Regions from separate parts of the Oryctolagus cuniculus genome. Here region 1 is linked to region 2. A link is a contact called in public Hi-C data. All regions are on one chromosome and are shown on one strand. Each heading gives the region's core, a stretch centred on a gene start, on an enhancer-like site or on the middle of the called end of the contact. The rest is flanking DNA. Distances are from core to core; before and after follow the strand shown.

Region 1 (3,559 bases), core at 640-3,139, 160 kb before region 2:
GCCCGGCCGGAGTCTGCCACTAACCCACCATGGGACCCGACTCAGTGAGTGCCCCTTATGGAAAAAGGCAGTTCTAACCAGCCTGGCTGGGCGCTCTCCCCTAGCCTGAACATCCTGTATCCACTGCCTTCCAGAAGACCAACCGTCCTCCCCTCCCCGCTGGGTTGCCAGAGACTCAGGCAGGCAGGAAACAGACTAGACCCTTCCAGGCTACTTGGCAGAACTAAAGGGGGTGGGGGAGACTGGCTAGGGCTCGGGGCTGGCCTGCCTGGGAAGTGGGTACACACCTCCTCCAGCAAATACAGCATCACTTTGATATCGTCTTGGGTGATCTTCTTGGCTGGGGGTAGGTTAGGGCACAGCGCTGCGGGAGGCACAGGCAGTCAGGAACCAGGGAAGCTATGCCTCCAGGCGCCCACTGGAGTCCACACGGGGGTCGTGGAGGGAGGGCACTGGGCCACTTTCCTGCCCCAACATCCTCCCCCAGTACTCATCCACCCCCCAGTATTCAGCCCCTGCCTCCAGGGGCCAACTGGACCAGACTCCCGCCCCCATAGCGAGATCTGGGTAAAGCGAGGGAGTGGCAGTCCTCGGGGCTCAGGAACTGGACTCCCAGGCCACCCGGGTCCCCGCACCTAGGAGGCAGCATGGGAGCACAGCCACGCACTGGCTCCATGAAGCCGCGCGAGTCGCAGAAACAGACTCAGTCCCCACCCTGCACCTGTTGCGCACTGACAGGAGGGGAGGGAGAGACTTCCAGAACCGAGACAGGGGTACCCAGACCGGAGGTCTGCCCCGCCCCGACTCAGAATAGGACGGAGACAAGAAGAGGGGCAGATGCCAGGCTGGGCGGGAGCGCGACCTAGACTCCCCTGGCCCCTAGAAGTCCAGAAGTGCGCAACGCTTGCCCCTCCGCCCACCAGCTCTGGGTCGCCGGCGAGCCCTGTGGGCCAGCGCAGGCTCAGAGCGCGCCTGGCGGCGCCCTCCCGCAGCCCCCCGCCCCTCTCCTGGCATTGCAGTAGACGGGGAGGGGGCACTGAGAGCGCGCAGATCCGCTGCAGCAACAGGCGCCCGAAGCGGCGGGGGAGCTTCGGGCCCTAGCCCGGACGCACCCGCGGGAATCAGGGAGCCACCGGGGAGCAAGAGATAGGAAGGGGGCGGCCAGACAGCGCTTCAGACAGGACACCGCCGGGGGGGGGGGGGGGGGGTAGCCGGCTGGGACCGAGAGCCGGGGGCGGGGCTCTCGGACTCGACGGGGCCCCTTCTCCCCGGAGCTGCGAGGGTCCCGCCCGTCCCGGGTCCCCGGGGACCTGGTTACCTTCCTGCAGCTCCCGGATGAAAGCGGCGCGCTCAGGGCCAGACACCCCGGGCCGCCGGCCAATGTAGGCGGCCGGCGTTTCCCAGATGCCAGCAGCCTTTCCACGTCCCAGGCCCGTGGCCCGGGGACCAAAGGGCCCTTGAAACACAAAGCGGGTCCAGGGCGCGTCCCCGTGTTCGGCCCAAAATGCAGCCGCGCGCTGGGCTCGGGACTTGGTCCCGGACTGGGGCCCGGAGGCTGCTCCGGGTCCGGCCCCCGGTGCCTGCGCGGGGCTGGGTTCGGGCTCGGCCGAAGGCTCTGGAGCGGGGCCGGCTGCGGGCGGGGGTTCGGGGATGACCGCTGCTGGATCCCCAGGGCCGGGGCCGGGGCCGGACTCCAGCCCATCGCCGGCGCAGCCCTGCCCCTGCTCCTTCGGGCGCATCTCGACTCCGCAGTCCGCTGCCGCAGCCGGTGCTTTATAACCTGCGCGCGGAACCGGTACCCCCGGGCCGTGCCACGCGTGGGGACGGGGGTGGCCGAGAATGAGGCGGCGGGACAGAGCGCGCGCGGGGGCAGAGCGGAGGACGCAGGCAGAAGCCGGGCTGCGAGGAGAGTGCGGCGTAGCGTCCCGCCCGCCCCGCGGGCGGGGGCTCAGAGTGAGGGTTTCTGCCCTCTCTCCCCCATCTCTGGAGAATGGTTCCTCCCAAAGCCGCTGCCTCCCGAGAACTCTCGGACGAGACTCCAGCCAGGTCTCCAGCTACTAGCGCCCACCGCCTCCGCGGCCTCCGCGGCCTCCACTCCCGCCTTCCCTGGGTCGCGCCCGCCTGGGTGACCGGTGGGCGCGGCGGTGTCGTGCCTTTTGCGGTGAGCGGGGGACCGTGCGCAGCCAGCAACGCCGCCGACTTGGCTTTGTCTGCCTCCTGCCAGCCTGGCAGACACCTGTTCTGTCCTTGGGCGACTTCCCTGAGCGTCCCCGGTGAGCCGTGGGGCAGGCGAGAGGGGGCCCTGGCTGGCCCCTGGGTCACTGCTTCCTCCCAAGCCCCAGGACCGTTCCTGGTGTCCCCGCTGCCTTCTCCTGCACACCCCGGCGCCCAGCCCTACTGAATCAGCCTCTGAAACATCGCTCGAATGCTGGCCTCCTCCTCAGCCCTTCTGCTTCCTCCCATCTCAGACTCAAGGAGGCCGCCCCATCCCGTGTCCCCACATCCTCCCACGGGGTCTCTCATCCGTCTCTAACCCGTCCCCTGGCTCATGCGCCTAAGCCAAGGAGTTCCAGGTGCCCCTGGCCCAGCCGCTGCTCCTAGCCTGAGTCCTACACAGGGTTTGGGGCCCCCACACCCAGGCGAAGCTCCTGGTACCTGTGGGCCCAGGTGATGCAGCTGCAACAGGAGACGCCACCCAGGAGGGATCAGCGTGAGCCCTCCACCTCCTTCCTCTGGGCTCACTTGTTCATTCCACAGATGTGTACAAGGGCCTCCTGTGCGTGTCAGGCCCTGCGTCTGGGGCAAGAGCAGGAACAAGAGAAACCAGATGTCTGTTCCCTCGGAATTCAGAGTCTAAAAAGGAGGCAGACAAGCAAGATAATCACAGGCTGCAGTGAATTCTCAGAAGGAAGCGAACAAGGAGCCACAAAGGAGGAGAGCAAAGCCCCACCTGCAGGTAGGGTGCTGAGAACCCGGCGTTCGCATTTCAGCCCACACCTGCGCGACCCACTCAGATCCCCTCCTCCGCTCAAGCAGGACCTCCCTCTCCCAGAGCCGGTATTGCCCGCTGCCGGCTGCAGGCTGAACGCACCACCTGCCCCCTCGTGCCACACACCCACCACAGCCCCACAGGGATTCACTTGCCCAGCCATTGAAAGCGCGGTCCTGGCCAGCGCCGCGGCTCACTAGGCTAATCCTCTGCCTTGCAGCGCCGGCACACCGGGTTCTAGTCCCAGTCGGGGCGCCGGATTCTGTCCCGGTTGCCCCCCCTTCCAGGCCAGCCCTCTGCTGTGGCCAGGGAGTGCAGTGGAGGATGGCCCAAGTGCTTGGGCCCTGCACCCCATGGGAGACCAAGATAAGTACCTGGCTCCTGCCATCGGATCAGCGCGGGGCACCGGCCGCAGCGCGCCAGCCATGGTGGCCATTGGAGGGTGAACCAACGGCAAAGGAAGGCCTTTCTCTCTGTCTCTCTCACTGTCCACTCTGCCTGTCAAAAAAATTAAAAAATAAAAAATAAATTTAAAAAAAGCACGGCCCTGTCTGGTTGTGCTGTTACTGA
Region 2 (3,482 bases), core at 223-2,722:
GAGTACCTCCCGTGCAGGAGAGTGAAATGCAAAAGTCCTTGTCAAGAATTTAGGACAAGGGCCATTGTGGCACAGTGGCTCGATACCCAGCTGAGCCCCAGTTCAAGTCCCAGCTGTTCTGCTTCTGATCCAGCTGCCTGCTAATGCACCTGGGAAGGCAGCAGAAGATGGCCCAAGTGCATGGGCTCCTGCCGCCCTCGTGGTAAACCTGGAGGGAGTTCTGGCTCCTGCCTTCAGACAGACCCAGTGCTGGCCGTTGCAGGCATTTGGGGGACGATGATGAACAAGTAGACAGAAGATCTCTTTCTCTTTCTTTCTCTACTGCTCTGCCTTTGAAATAGATAAAAATAGCTAAACGACATTAACATATACATTTCTGTTTTTAAATTTTTTAAAGTTATTTATTTAAGAGACAGAAAGCTCTGCTGCATTGCCCCAAATGCCTACAATGGCTGCGACTAGGCTAGACAGAACCTGGGAACCAGGAACGCCATCCAGGTCTCCCAAGAGGGTGACAGAAACCCAATTTCCTGAGCCATCAGTGCAGCCTCCTAGGATTTGCATTTGCAGGAAGCTGGAGTCAGGAGCAGATCCGGGTATTGAACCCAGGCACTCAGATACAGAGTATGAGTTTAACACGAGGCCGCCTGCCCGCCCGCCCTGTCCCGCGTTCGTCCCCAGGGGCTCAGCCCTCAGCTCCTCCTCCTGCTGCTCCCCCTGCCTCTGCTGGCTCTCCAGCTGCTCCCACAGCTCTCCAAAGACGACTTTCGTTTTCCAACTCTCCTTCCGCTGCTGACAAACAGGCATTAGCCCCTCGCCGCCTGCAGCCGGCACTCAGGCCCTCTCCACAGCCACCTCTGTGCTTCGCGCCCCCTCCTCTCCACCTCCACAAGTCCCACGAGCTGCTCCTCGCCTGCTCTCACCGCACTGAGCGAGGGTATCACCGCGTGCTCGCTCCAGACAGCGGTGAAAAAACAGCTTTGCAGCCAGACCGGGCTCTGAGTCCTGGCTGTGCCACTCAGGATCTGTGTGGCTTAAGCTGCTCATGGCTTCCGTTTCCTCACCCCGAGTGAAGGCGTGATGATACCGACTCCAGGGAGTACTGTGTGGACTCCCACGCACTAGCGACCTGGCCGTCTCCACTTCACCACACCCCTCTTCCAAGGCCTGGACCTGCATGTCCAACGGACTCCAAGGCATTTCTGCTGGAGTACCCCACAGCAGATGCACACCCACCATGTCCAAATTGGGGTCCCTTACCGTCTTTGCGTCTTTCACGCTCTGGGGCTCCTCTCCCCGAGGAGGGCGTGGTCGGCCCGCCGGAAGCTGCCCGCTCACCTCCCTTCCCTTGCTGGGCCCATGGTGCCTGCTTGGTTCCCTGTGCTCCTTGCCCGGCTCTGACCTGGGCTCCCTGCAGCTCCGCAGTCCTCCTGTGAAGCGATGGGCACAGCTCCAGCACCTTGCGCAATGCGCGGCCCTTCCCGGCCTAGCTTGCTCCGGCCTCCCTTGACCTGATTCTCTTCAGGGCGCTCAAAGGGCTGCCAGTCCTGTGCTCTGTCCTACTGCTCCCACAGTCCTGCTGCTCCCCGGCTGGGGGTAAATATCCTCTCTCTCCCCAGCACTTGCTTCCTCAGGCTGCCGCCTACTCATTCCTCCAGGCTCGCATGGGAGCCCAGCTCCAGGACAGGCTGCGTGTGCCCCCCGGGGGTGGGGCTGGGAACCCCGCCCGTGCTGCCTCCCACAGGTGCCCTACGGAAGGGGCTGTCTTCTAGGCCCAGCCCCTGCCCATGATGGGCCTGTAATGTGCGCGGCGGCTGAGAGGTAAACAGGTATCCTGAGCAATCTTTGCTCCTTTCTCCCAGCCACAGATGGGCCTCTCCTGGACCCTCCTCGTGAGTTCCACGTGCCCTGCATTCGCCCGTGTCTAAGTGGCTTCTTCAGTGCCCCCGGCCTTCAAATTCTTCTTCTTTTTTTTTTATTATTTTAAAGATTTATTTATTTGAAAGGCAGAGTTACAGAGAGGCAGAGGCAGAGAGAGAGGTCTTCCATCCGCTGGTTCATTCCCCCAATGTCTGCAATGGCTGGAGCTGAGCTGATCCAAAGCCAGGAGCTTCTTGTGGGTGCAGGGGCCTAAGGACTTGGACCATATGCTACTGCTTCCCAGGCCACAGCAGAGAGCTGGAGTGGAAGGGGAGCAGCCGGGACTAGAACCAGCGTCCATATGGATGCCAGCACCACAGGCAGAGGATTAGCTCACTGTGCCACGGAGCCATCAGCCATCAACTTCTGACTGCTCCGTAGATGACTTCACAACATCTCATGGCTGCTATAACTATTTTAAAATATTTATTTAATATTTGAAAGGCAAACTGACAGAAAGAGAATCTTCCATCCACTGGTTCGCTTCCCAAAATACCGGTGCTGAGCCCGGCTGAAGCCAGGAGCAAGGAGCTCCATCCAAGTCTCCCACGTGGGTGGCAGGGGCTCAAGCACTTGGGCCGTCTTCTGCTTTCCCAGCAGGGAGCTGGCTCGGAAGTGGAGCAGCCAGGGCTCCAACTGGCACTGCACCATGGGATGCAGGCATCCTAAGCAGAGGCTTAACCCCTGCTATTATTATTTATTACATATTACTGTTATGAACAAACGAATGCTTACAGCTTATTCACTCTTTCATCACACCAAAACGGAGCAGCCGTTCTGGACAGGCAGATTGACCTCAGAGGCTCTGGGAGAGCAGCAGATTCATAGCATGGTCCAAGGTCAAGGAGAGAGGCAGGGGAGAGCACTGCAGTCGGAGTGGGGGTGGAGACTTCAGAGAGGACAGGAGAGTGGACAGAGGTGGACAGTGGGGAGGGAGAGGGCACCAGAGGCCGAGAGGCATGGTGGGATGGAGGATTTGAGGAGCTGCAGTTGGTGTGGCAGAGCTGGGGGCCTGGACCCCTGTTGATAAGGCCAGCGAGGGTGCTGGAAGGGAATGCAGGGAGTTAATCAGTTAACAGCTGCAGGTGAAGCTAACACACAGACTTTGACAATCCTGGGTAGATGATGAAACTCTGCCCTACAGCCCGCCACAGCCGACCACAGGGCCACAGGGCCAGGGCCCTGTTCCTATTAACTTCCCCTGATGGCTCACCCCAGCCAATCCAGGAGCAGCCATGAGTCTCCTGATGCCCTGCCAGGAGTTGTCCCGCCCCCTCCTCTGTAGCCGACAGAGGTCCAGTGTGAGCGACTTCACGTCTTCCTCCCCAAAACGTCCATGCTCATTAAAAAAATGCTCTTGGCTCGGGTCCAGCAGACATTTCTTCAGCTGCCCCTAGCCCTGCTGTTGGTAGTTTGGGGACTGTCCCCAGACCTCATCCTTCTCCGGCTAGCACCCGGAGATCAGAGTCCCCTGGTCCCAGGGCTTGGGTTTCACGCCAGCCTGCAGGTCCTGAAGCCCCTGAAAGAGTGTTTACACAAGGACCACAGCGCTGTGCTTGACC

The links. Hi-C and Micro-C count contacts between places; a contact is called where the count stands out from the background.
Region 1: a contact with region 2 is called in a Hi-C map of an unstated tissue, with 4 times the contacts expected there. The contact joins the promoter of HAP1 here to the enhancer-like site in region 2. A contact is called at or near these places in 2 of 6 Hi-C or Micro-C datasets (ear pinna and an unstated tissue).

Annotation. Positions count from the first base shown.
Region 1 is chr17:20,960,367-20,963,925 of mOryCun1.1, reverse strand. HAP1 (huntingtin associated protein 1) reads right to left here and starts at 1,889. Exons shown (of 13, transcript XM_051825678.2): 1 at 1,319-1,889; 2 at 288-364. The coding sequence starts at 1,739.
Region 2 is chr17:20,797,796-20,801,277 of mOryCun1.1, reverse strand. The region is part of intron 7 of ODAD4 (outer dynein arm docking complex subunit 4); the gene reads left to right. Among named protein-coding and RNA genes, the nearest start is that of ODAD4, 10 kb to the left of the region's middle. Within about 2 kb of position 1,472, at least 2 of the 8 cell types and tissues checked have an H3K27ac peak or open chromatin away from gene starts, as enhancers often do.